Linked DNA regions of Mus musculus: all the other regions are linked to region 3. Evidence: chromatin contacts called from public promoter capture Hi-C data. All regions are on one chromosome and are shown on one strand. Each heading gives the region's core, a stretch centred on a gene start, on an enhancer-like site or on the middle of the called end of the contact. The rest is flanking DNA. Distances are from core to core; before and after follow the strand shown. Region 1 holds the start of Trmt1 (tRNA methyltransferase 1). Region 2 holds the start of Dnase2a (deoxyribonuclease II alpha). Region 3 holds the start of 4921524J17Rik (RIKEN cDNA 4921524J17 gene).

Evidence for each region. Promoter capture Hi-C pulls out the DNA fragments that hold promoters and counts their contacts.
Region 1: a contact with region 3 is called in a promoter capture Hi-C map of pre-B cells, with 6 times the contacts expected there. The contact joins the promoter of Trmt1 here to the promoter of 4921524J17Rik in region 3. A contact is called at or near these places in 2 of 39 promoter capture datasets (cranial neural crest and pre-B cells).
Region 2: a promoter capture Hi-C map of pre-B cells shows a contact between it and region 3, with 4 times the contacts expected there. The contact joins the promoter of Dnase2a here to the promoter of 4921524J17Rik in region 3. A contact is called at or near these places in 5 of 39 promoter capture datasets (cranial neural crest, liver, macrophages and 2 more) and 1 of 115 datasets of contacts at active chromatin or transcription factors (pancreatic cancer cells).

Annotation. Positions count from the first base shown.
Region 1 is chr8:84,687,778-84,691,094 of GRCm38.p6, reverse strand. Trmt1 (tRNA methyltransferase 1) reads right to left here and starts at 1,848. Exons shown (of 17, transcript NM_001164559.1): 1 at 1,746-1,848; 2 at 1,187-1,463; 3 at 523-578; 4 at 148-284. The coding sequence starts at 1,443. Nacc1 (nucleus accumbens associated 1, BEN and BTB (POZ) domain containing) reads left to right here and starts at 3,233. Exons shown (of 6, transcript NM_025788.3): 1 at 3,233-3,317.
Region 2 is chr8:84,907,189-84,910,468 of GRCm38.p6, reverse strand. Dnase2a (deoxyribonuclease II alpha) reads right to left here and starts at 1,714. Exons shown (of 6, transcript NM_010062.4): 1 at 1,599-1,714; 2 at 1,307-1,484; 3 at 1,134-1,212; 4 at 779-943; 5 at 500-697. The coding sequence starts at 1,693.
Region 3 is chr8:85,431,586-85,435,339 of GRCm38.p6, reverse strand. 4921524J17Rik (RIKEN cDNA 4921524J17 gene) reads left to right here and starts at 2,499. Exons shown (of 4, transcript NM_025722.3): 1 at 2,499-2,681. The coding sequence starts at 2,616.

The DNA of each region.
Region 1 (3,317 bases), core at 599-3,098, 740 kb after region 3:
TTTCCCAGGGAGCTATCCCTCTGACTGATGTCCAGGTCTCCTTTTTTTCTGGGCTGTGGTGGATCTCCCACAACCACTTTCTAGAGCCCCTCAGCTCCTTCCTCTCACCCAAACTCCCAAGTGGCCACTTCTTTCTGAGGCCCGTACCTCACAGATCTCACCCACTGCAGCAGTCCGTGGCCAGTCCCCTGGGGCCAGATTTTCATTCTTTCCAGCTGTTTCCTCTTCTTGATCAGACAAGTCCACAGCTATTTTCTCTGAGTCCTTCTCTCCTGGAACCTTGACTGCAGTCACTCAGGCAAAAACCAGACTATCAATGATCCTTTTAAGAAATTTCACCGTAACTTTCAAATGGTCAAAATCCTGATGATTCATGCAAGAAGGTGTTTCCCTGAACCCCCAGGAGAAAGGCAGAAAGAGCAGAGAGCCTAGAGCTTTCAGGAACCTAAATGAGGTGTGGATGAAGTGGGAAGTGAACTTTGTGAGTGATACTCTTCCCCCCAGGCCTGAACCTCCACTCACTCTGGATTCCCTTGGCCCCAAGATGAATTCGAGCAAACTCTGTGATCACAGCACACCTGGAGGAGGGGATGGTAGGGAGGTGGTCACATTGTATGCCAGCTCCTTAGCTGTGGCCCAGGTCCTCAGTCCTCCCTTTGACAGTTGAAAAGGTTGTTGTCCCTCCCTAATCCATAAAGTCCCTTCCTTACTGCCCCAAATTCTAGTAGAGAAATCCCATCTCAAAGGCTAAAAATGCTAACTGCTCTATCTTTAGTTAAACCCAGAAAACCGTAAGGTGACTTTTGCAAAGTCCCCCCCCTCTTCAATTCAATGTATGTAAACTGACGTGAAATTTGACTTGCAGAAAAGTAACAGGTCTGTGTGAATACAACTACAGGAATTAACTCTCGGAAGTCAAAGTCCACGACCACATTGTAAAGGGAAAAGGGGAGCCACACACCTTGAACACAGGAGGACCCTAAAAGGAATGTATAGTCCTGGCACTTAATATAAAAATCCGGTATGTGCCTTCATCTTTCAAGATGTTGGCCTTCGACTAATGCTGACGCCTCTCTACCAACTTTTCTCTTCCTTTGAGTGCCGCGTCCCGGACTGATATTCTCGTACAACCTCTACCTAACTGACCAACTCCCCTTGGCCAAGCTAACCCGCGACCCTTGCTCACGTCAGGTCCCGGTTGAATTCCTGCACCGGGTTATAGAAAACCTCGTTAGCACTGGGAAAGACGATTTTGGCGGCGCCCTCAGTGACAGTCGCAACCGGGTCCGCGGGTGGGCGCTCTTCCCAGGACCGGGTGCCGTTCTCCATCGCTGGTGGAGAGGGAGGCTTCTGGGCCTTCCGTTCCATGAACTGAGCTCTACAGAGGCTGTGGGCCGGACGGAGAGGACGGCTTAGCCACAGGATCGTCCTCGCGAGGGACATCCGCGGGCGCCTCAACCCGCCTGCCGTTTTCGAGAGAAGGGAAAAGGCATAGGGAGGTCAGAGAGCTGCATTCTGGGGCGGGGGTGGCCTCTATATCTATAAAGTAGAAACTAAAATCCGGTGGCCTCCATAACATCCTGCGTTCTCGAGGGCACTGGACCCAACAGAGGCTAAGGCCCGCGGCTCAGATTTCCCAACACACACACCCGGACAAACTTCTCTCTTCGGCTCAGGTTTCCCACCACACCCACACACCCACCCACCCACCCACCCACCCGGACAAGCGTCTCCCTTCCGCTCACAGGATCCAACGAGTCACGGTGCATGCTTCTCGCATTAGGGCCTGGGAGCCGCCATGTTGGCAAAGAGGGCGGGCCAATCACATGACAATAACTGACCAATTAGAGACATTACCTACAGTGGGCGACCAGGGTCAAGACTCTTCTAGGGAAGGAAGTGCGCAGGCTACACTACACCAGTGATTCTTAATAATACAACTCTTCTACAAGGGAGTTTCACTAGTTTAATTCAGGGCAAAAAGCGGAGGCACTCTGCACCTTTAGATGTCTTCTGTGTGCACCTTGTAGGTTAACTCAGGCTCTAGAATAGTATTCACTGTCTTTGAATCTCAGTCCCACCACGTACTCTGGGCAAGTTAATTAAAATGTAAGGCTCCTATTTCCCTTACCTGTTAAATAGGAATCTTAGCTGTCAAGGGCAAAGATTAAATAACCGAATGCCTGGGAAGTGTGCAAAGGAGCCACTCAGACTGAGTGTTGGCCTAATGTATGCATCAGGAAAATATGGAGATCCGGGATGTGAGAGTTATCTTAGCTTGCCTTGCTATATGTTATCTGTTAATTGGGGGTAGAGGGCACTCTTAATCCAGGTTGTCCTGGAGTTATATAGCCCAGGGCAGATTAGAGTTTCCTGCCTCAGTCTCTCATATGGTGAGATTTCAGGCATTTCTACCAGGCCCAACGGTACTTATTTTGTTTCAAAATTTTATTTTTTTGTTATTTTTGTGTATGTGTGCAGTTGTGTGTAAGTCCTCAAAGAGCAAAAAGGTGATAGTTTCTAGAACTGTAGCCATCTGACATGACTGCTGGGAACTGAACTCTATTCAACAAGAGCAGTACACACTCTTAATTTTTTTGAGACAGGGTTTCTCTGTGTAGCCCTGGCTGTCCTGGAACTCACTCTGTAGACCAGGCTGGCCTCGAACTCAGAAATCCTGCCTCTGCCTTCCAAGTGCTGGGATTAAAGGTGTGTGCCACCATTGCCCGGCCAGTAGACACTCTTAATCCAGTCCGCACTCTTCTGTTCTTGACTCTGCTACCCATCCAAAAAGTAGTCAGGCCTCTCTAACATTAGTTATAAGACGTATAATTATCTGAGTTAGTGCAAAATGCTAACAGAACTTCACATCGCATAAGCATCCTGAGTTTTCACTTTATTAACCTCTTGAACCTAAGTTTAAATCTTCGTATTCACTTTCCTGTGATCTTGATAGTTTACTCAGCTCAGCTCCATGAAACCTCATTTCCACAAAGAGCCTAAACTGTTCCTGGAACAACAGTTGTTCTCATTTTACAAGAAACTGAAGCTCCAAGATACAGAGCAACCTGTCCCGCAGTCACTCAACTTAGCCCGTCTACAGAACCGAGACCCGGGAGGAAAGAGGAGCTGGTGAGAACCGAAGCGCTCGAAGCGCGGCTAAGCTTGCCTAAGGGGCGGGGCCGAGGCAGTTTTCCTCCCTGCCGGCAGCGCCGTGCGCTTCCTCGGCGCTCGGCTGGGGCGGCCTGGCCCACAATGAATGGCCGCCGCGGCTACCACTGCTGCTGAGGCGGAGGCCGCGGAGGCCGCAGAGGCGG
Region 2 (3,280 bases), core at 465-2,964, 520 kb after region 3:
ACACAAACACATAGGCTGGGCATGGAGACTCGAGCCTTTAAAGTCTGCGCTGAGACAGTAGAGGCAGATGGCTCTCTGAGAGTTCCAGACCAGCCAGGGATACACAGTGAGGGCCTGCCTCCCCACACCCCTAAAGGGAATCCTTACCAAACAATTATGTGTTATTTCACAACCCACTAAGGGAACCCTTAATATCCTAATTTTTCAGGTGAGCAAACAGGCTCAGGTTGTATTGTATATTACACATCCAGAAACCAACATTTGAACCTAGGTCTTGGCTGACTTCAAGCTTCCATCTCCGCCCCCACAGTGCTGAGGTCACAGATATGTATCACCCGCCCAACCCGTCTGCTGGCTGTTTACTGCTCATAGTTATTATTGTAATATGACTCCCAAAGACATCTGGGCTCTAAATGTGTTGCCCGCAGGCCTAGGGATACTAGGGACCCCCTTCTACAACGAAAGTGCCCTCCCCCCACCCCTCAACATCAAGGCTTACCATCTCCAAATTTTCCAAATTTGGCAAAGCTCTGGAAGGTGGCCCCAGCTTGGGAAGTGAGTATTACACTGCTATTCCAGGGCTCATGGAGGACATGTTGGTTCTTGATCACCGTCTCTAGGTCAGGTAATTTCTGAGCGAAGAAGCCTTCCAGCTTGTGGTCATAGACAAGGGGATAGGTGTAGGTTAGCTGCTTGCCTAGAAGACAAGGCGAGGGAGCCGTGTGAGACTGGTTCCTCAGAGGAGTTTGAGGCTTGGCTTCTCAGTGATTCAACTCACCAATCCTTGCAAACTGAGTGAACGGGAGGGACACACAGAGTAGGGTCTGGCCGAAGGTTTGAGCATTAGGAGGCCAGGTGTATGCACCAGAGGACGCAGGGGGTGGGAAGCGAGGCACACTGTGGACCAGCCAGAAGCCCCCTTCTTGGTCCAGGAGCAGGACACCTGAACCAGAAGGAAGAGGTCAAGCTAGCTCACCTGCAAGCAGGTACGGGGCCTCAGATGGCTGGGGTCTTAGAGCGGGAAACGGAGGCCAGTGACAGGGCAAATCCCCACCCTTCATCAGGCCAAAGGTTAGTAAGGGTAAAATTTACAATTCAGGGAGGCTCCACGACCACCAGTCCAAGCCTCTCACCCTTCGTATGCCCATGGCCGGTAGAGTCCCGAGCTGAGCTGGATTTAGGAGGTTGGTCGTTGTAGAGTAGAAAGGCCAGCTAGGAGAATGCACAGAGGCTATGTAACTACCCTCCCTTCCCCGCGAGACCCACCACAGTGTCCCGGCCCGGGTTCCGACGGCACTCAAGTCACCTGGCTGGAGTTCTTTCGGTACAATGGCTGCAAGCTGCGGCCCACGGCTCCCTCCGAGCTGTTGATGTACCCTACACCGTCTTGCCAACCGTCGGAGTTCTGGTCCATGTATTTATACGTCAGTCCCTTTGGAGTATCCCTAGACCCGCTGTGAGCCGGCAGCTTGTATACCACGAACCTGGAGGTCCGTGAAGACATGAGGTTGGGGGAGAGAAGGAATCTGAGGTTTTTTGGATTCCCGCGCCGGTCCCCAGGCAGTGTGCGGGGGACAGTCCCGCGACTACTTACTCACCAATCCACAGGCTGCCCGGAGTCCCCATAGCAGCTCAGGGCTTCGGCAGGGACCCACAGCAGCGCAGCCAGCAGCAGCGATCTCAGTGTTGCCATGAGGCGACAGCAATGGACTCTAAAAGACCCGGGGACAGCCGGGTCACGAGATTCAGATGAACTTCCCCTAAAAACCGAAGAGATCTGTGTCCCGGCTTCGCGAGGGTGGAGACGAAGCCCGCCAGGCCCAATACGGAGGCGGGGCTTCCTATGAAGTTGTCCCACAAGCGGACCCCGCCTCCTCCAATGTCCTCCCCGCCCCGTCCTCCCGCTTCTGGCCGACTCAGCTCCGGATAGGCTTCATCCGTGGACACGCCTCTCCCTTGGGCATTGGCTGTCACGTGACTTCTAAGGCGCTCCAAGTTCTGGGGCTTTTTTGTTTTGTTTTTTATTCAGGTTCTGAATTAGGAACAAATCTGTCTTTCTATTTCTTTTCCATTACTGCTCTACAACTCTTTTAACTTTTTGGATGGTCTTGCCTACATGTATGTTTGTGCATCACTTGTGTGCCTGGACCGGTCCAATTCTTTCCTTTCCCCCGTTCTGTTTTTTTAGACAGGATCTCATTATGTGCCCCTGGCTGGCCTGGAACTCCCTGATATCTGCCTGCCCCGGCCTCTGCTTCTGGAAGGCTTTTTAAAAGCATGCAGCAATTTGTTTTTAAAGATTTATTTATTTATTATATGTAAGTACACTGTAGTTGTCTTCAGATACACCAGAAGAGGGCATCAGATCTCATTACGGGTGGTTGTGAGCCACCATGTGGTTGCTGGGATTTGAACTTCAGACCTTCGGAAGAGCAGTCGGGTGCTCTTACCCACTGAGCCATCTCACCAGCCCGCATGCAGCAATTTTAAAGAATGCAGCAATTTTAAAGCTTGCAACAATGCAACAATTTTTCCTGGTCCCCTCCCCCCCCTTCTCTGACCTCTTAACACTGTGGCTTACCCTTGAACTCCTGATCTTCCTGTCTTTACCGTCCAAGTGTTCAAATCACAGGGGTGCTCATGCACGTCGTACGTACGTGTAAATGCACGAGCACATGGCACAGCATGCAAGTGGAGGACAGGACAGTGTGTGGGAGCTTCTCCTTTCACCAGATGGGATTTGGAGGTCAAACTCAGGGCAGCGAGCTTGAGAGCAAGCACCCTTAAAGGCTGAGTCATCTTATCGGCCCTTCTCTTTTTTTTAAGACAGGATCTCATTGTAGCTCAGGTTAGCCTGGAACTCTCAACTTTTGCTCAGCTTCCTGAAGGATGCTGGGATTATAAATATGAGCCAGTCTCCAGCTTTTACCTTTTTTTAAATGTGTATCTGTGTGTGTGTGCCTATGCCAGTTTGCATGTATCAGATGTAGGCTGTGCAGACACCCATAAGTGTTAGATCCCAGGAGTTGGAGTTACAGGTGCTGGGACCTGAATGCCATGTGCTCGTGCATTTACACGTACGTACGACGTGCATGAGCACCCCTGTGATTTGAACACTTGGACGGTAAAGACAGGAAGATCAGGAGTTCAAGGGTAAGCCACAGTGTTAATAGGTAAGCACTATGCGGGTGCTGGGACCTGAAGTCAGGGCCTCTGCAAAAGGTGCTTATAACCACTGAACCATCTCTCCAGCCACCACCACACCTTCCCTCCTGCTTTT
Region 3 (3,754 bases), core at 1,250-3,749:
CTCTCTTAAGCTTTCACCTATCTTATTCTTTCTCTTCTTCTCTCTCTCTTTCCCCCTTCTCTCCTCTTGGCTCTGACTGGTCTCTCACTCTCTCTTTTACCTTCTCTTTTTCCCCTTGCCGTTCTACAATAAAGCTCTAAAACCATAGACTGTTCATCAAGGCCCGCTGTGCTTGGACGATGGGATGGACTTTCTTCTAAGGAGCCACTTCTAACCTCCTGTCAGAAGGCCTTCCTGTGTTCCACCCATGAACTGGACTAAAGACTCTCGCCTGCATGGGAACCTCTCTCCCTCTGCCCTCTTCTGGTATCTCTGGGGCGAGAGTGTGTTTTCTCAGCTCCTCTGCTGTATCCAGCGTGGGATGATGGAGACTGAGAACCTGGTACGGGGGCTGCCCCTTGCCCATCCCTCCGCTGTGTGGGATCAGTGGCTTCACACAGCCAGATGCCCACTCAGAGCTGCGTGGAAAGCGTTCTGCAGTCCTCCCGCATCTGCCGCCCAGAGCACAGGAACTCTGGCGGGTCGCGGGCACTCTCTCCTACTCCCCTCTTCCCCTACACCCAGAGCCCCGCAATAGAGAGTAAATATTCTCATGAATGAAGCACAGTAAAGAAAGATACGATCAAGTGAAGACTAAAACCTTCAGATCAATCACTATGCCCTTCAGCTTCACCTTCAGCCTCTTGGTTTGGGATGGACTCATCTGAGATCCTTGGACAGGCCCAGTCTTCCCCTATCCCAACTACAGCTCATGTGATGCTGCTTCTGGTCCAGTTCTCCAAGCCCAGAGCTTTTCCTCATGCATGTACCATGCTTGTGGCATCTCTAATATTTTGGGGTCTCTGTTGAAACTAAGGATTCACCTTGACAGCTTTTGAAAATAGTCTTTTGGTGCCGCCTTGCAGGAAATCTGATCCTGCCATGCATGCCTGGTCTCTGCAGCTTGTAGTACAAGGCTTGGTGGCCCCTCATACTTACACCTCTCTCTTTTTAAATAATCAAATTTTAATGGAATGCCATGAATCTTGACAAGAAATTCATTTTTTTAATCTGCCAGAATACATAAAACTTTTGCACAAATGTTACACACATATGCAGAGAGAGAGAGAGAGAGAGAGAGACTTTGAGAGACTTTGTTTACACAAAAGGCCTCTGTCTTGTTCCAGGAATTTAGTGGCATGGAACAGTAATTCCCTGCCCTCCACCCACATTCGTGTGTCAATTCTTTTCCAACTTGGCAATCAAACAGGACTGTGAGTTCTGACCCCAGCTGATACAGAAAAATCACTAACTCTAAGCCCACTTTCTTTCTTCCTGTGATCCATCTCCCTAGTGTGCCCTCTTTTCTTTCTTTTTTTCTTTTTTTTTAGATAGGGTTTCTCTGTATAGCTCTGGCTGTCCTGGAACTCACTTTGTAGACCATGCTGGCCTCGAACTCAGAAATCCGACTGCCTCTGCCTCCTGAGTGCTGGGATTAAAAGCGTGCAGACACCACACCGGGCTTAGTGTGCCCTCTTGAGAGAGTAAAGGTCGTGTGTGTGTCCAGGCAGTGAACATTACATTTCTCTTACTTGCAAGACCAGTAGCCCAAGATAATGCTGTCAGCTCCAGATGTCATCTGCTCCCTTTGATCCAAAGTGGCAGAAGTTTTGTGTCCCTTCAAGGCTGATCCTGGAGACTTCCTTAGGGGGTTATTTGGGATTGGGGAACCCTTGTGTTAAGGACTCTATTCACACACACACTTCTTTTAACTGACTTTACATTTTCACACGTTTAGATTTTTTTTTTTTGGACAGGTAGTGTCTTTGTCCTGAGATACCTTTCCTATAGTACAGAGTATGAGGAGTCTCTTTAACAATGGCAGATGCTCTGTGTGTTACCCCTCCCTTTTCTGCAACTTTATACCCAGCTCATGCTCCTTTCTTCATCAAACTACAGTTTAAAAATATCTCTCTGCTCTCTCACTGTAGATCTGAACAAGAGCAGTGAAAGCTGGGATGATAGGAGTGCACAGCATTTTGTTTCACTTTTCAAATAATTTGCTTTTAATTTTAAACTACTCAGTATCAGTGATACACAAGATGAAACCAGACCAACCTCTCCACCCCCTCCAAAAACAAAGCCTTGTAGACTGTTCCTTGAAGGCAGACATTTCTTATTCGGTGTGCTTAATAGTGGATCGTAGGCAATTATTTAATGAATAGTGAAGTTTATACCCCTGACGCTGGAAGCCTAGGGGTTTCATCGAGTGTCTATTATAATTTCTCTCGGATTAGCATTGCTGACATTTGCAGAGAGGTTTTCCGTTGCCAGTAACCATTTCAGGCTCTGGTTCTGGGGCCGACGAGGGGGCGTGCCCAGCACCAGGGCTCGGCCCACCTGTGCGTTGGTTGGTGGAGTCTCGTCGGAGCCACGCCCCCGAGCGGTCCACCGCCTTAGAGGGCGTGGCGATGGGACTTCCCTGGAAGGGCCGCGGCGCCCCCCTCCTCCAACCCGCACGCAGCCCCGCGCACGCGCACGCGCGCCTCCACGGCTGGGTCGCGGCTGGAGTGAGGACGCGCTGTGTGGAGCAGCGGAGGCACGGCGCTGCTTCCACCGCTGCTCAGGAGGGGAGCATGTCTGCAACTCGAGCCAAGAAAGTGAAGATGGCCACCAAATCGTGCCCCGAGTGCGACCAACAGGTGGGCTGGGCCGGCGCGAGCGGGCGGGGCGGGCAGGGCGGGTGGCCGTTGCTCGGCGGCGGTTGGCGGTGCGCGGCGGCCCGCGGGCGGCGGGGGCCTGGGAGCGGGGACCCGGCGCTGCCCCTTCTGGTCCCGGGCCGGCCCGCGGACCCCTGCCGCCCCGCATGGCTTTGTTCGCGGTTGGGGAGAGTGCGGTGCTGCTTCTCAGCTGTCGCTCCCCGCCACCTGGGTGGCAGCATAAAGCAGACAAAAGGACAGTAATGGTGCTAACTTTTTTGCAAATTTGTGGACTTCCGGAACGCCGCAAAAAAACCAACCAGTTTGATGTGTGGTTTCTAGTCCTTCCACTACGTTGTTAACGGAACACGGTTCGAATAAAGTCGGCGTTGAGGCTCTTCCTCTCTGCGTGTGCCCCGTCCCATTCGTGCTATTTACTGTTGTAAATTTGACATGTCTGCTTACAGATTTTTTTTTTAAATATGCGGATTCGTGAATTTGAAATCATTCATATTTAGACTGAACTCATGGAGTAATAGTCGTAATTTTTAAAAAAATCATTTTTCTTTTCCTACATTTAAGTACGCCTAATTATAGTGTGATGAACAAAAACTCATTCCATTAAAATCATCCTTAGGCCTTCATGCCGGCATGCAGATCTGGCTGTACTTCTTTTTCCTGAATCTTCCTAAAATGACTACCTCTCTCTCTTCCCCTCCCCCCTCCTTCTCTCTGGAGTAATTGGAAATGGGTGGAGACTTAAAATCTGATTTAAGTATATTATTTAGGGCGTGTCCTTGTAGGTTTATTAAAATCTTTAAACAAAAAAGTTACATGTTTTATTCAGTATGATTTATAGGCAATGTTTAAAAATGCTGATGATGGAAAGTTGTGCAAGTTTAGTCGATAGAGCATACCAGTCTGCAATATCAAAACAGTCATGTTTTCCAAAATGTAGAGTTACGTTCATTCTTTCCACCCAACTAAATTGTAGCAAACTTGCACTTTGTGATCAGTCTGTTGGCAGATTACTTTGATGTTTAAATAATTTTCAGTTAAGGCTTTTACAGTATGAA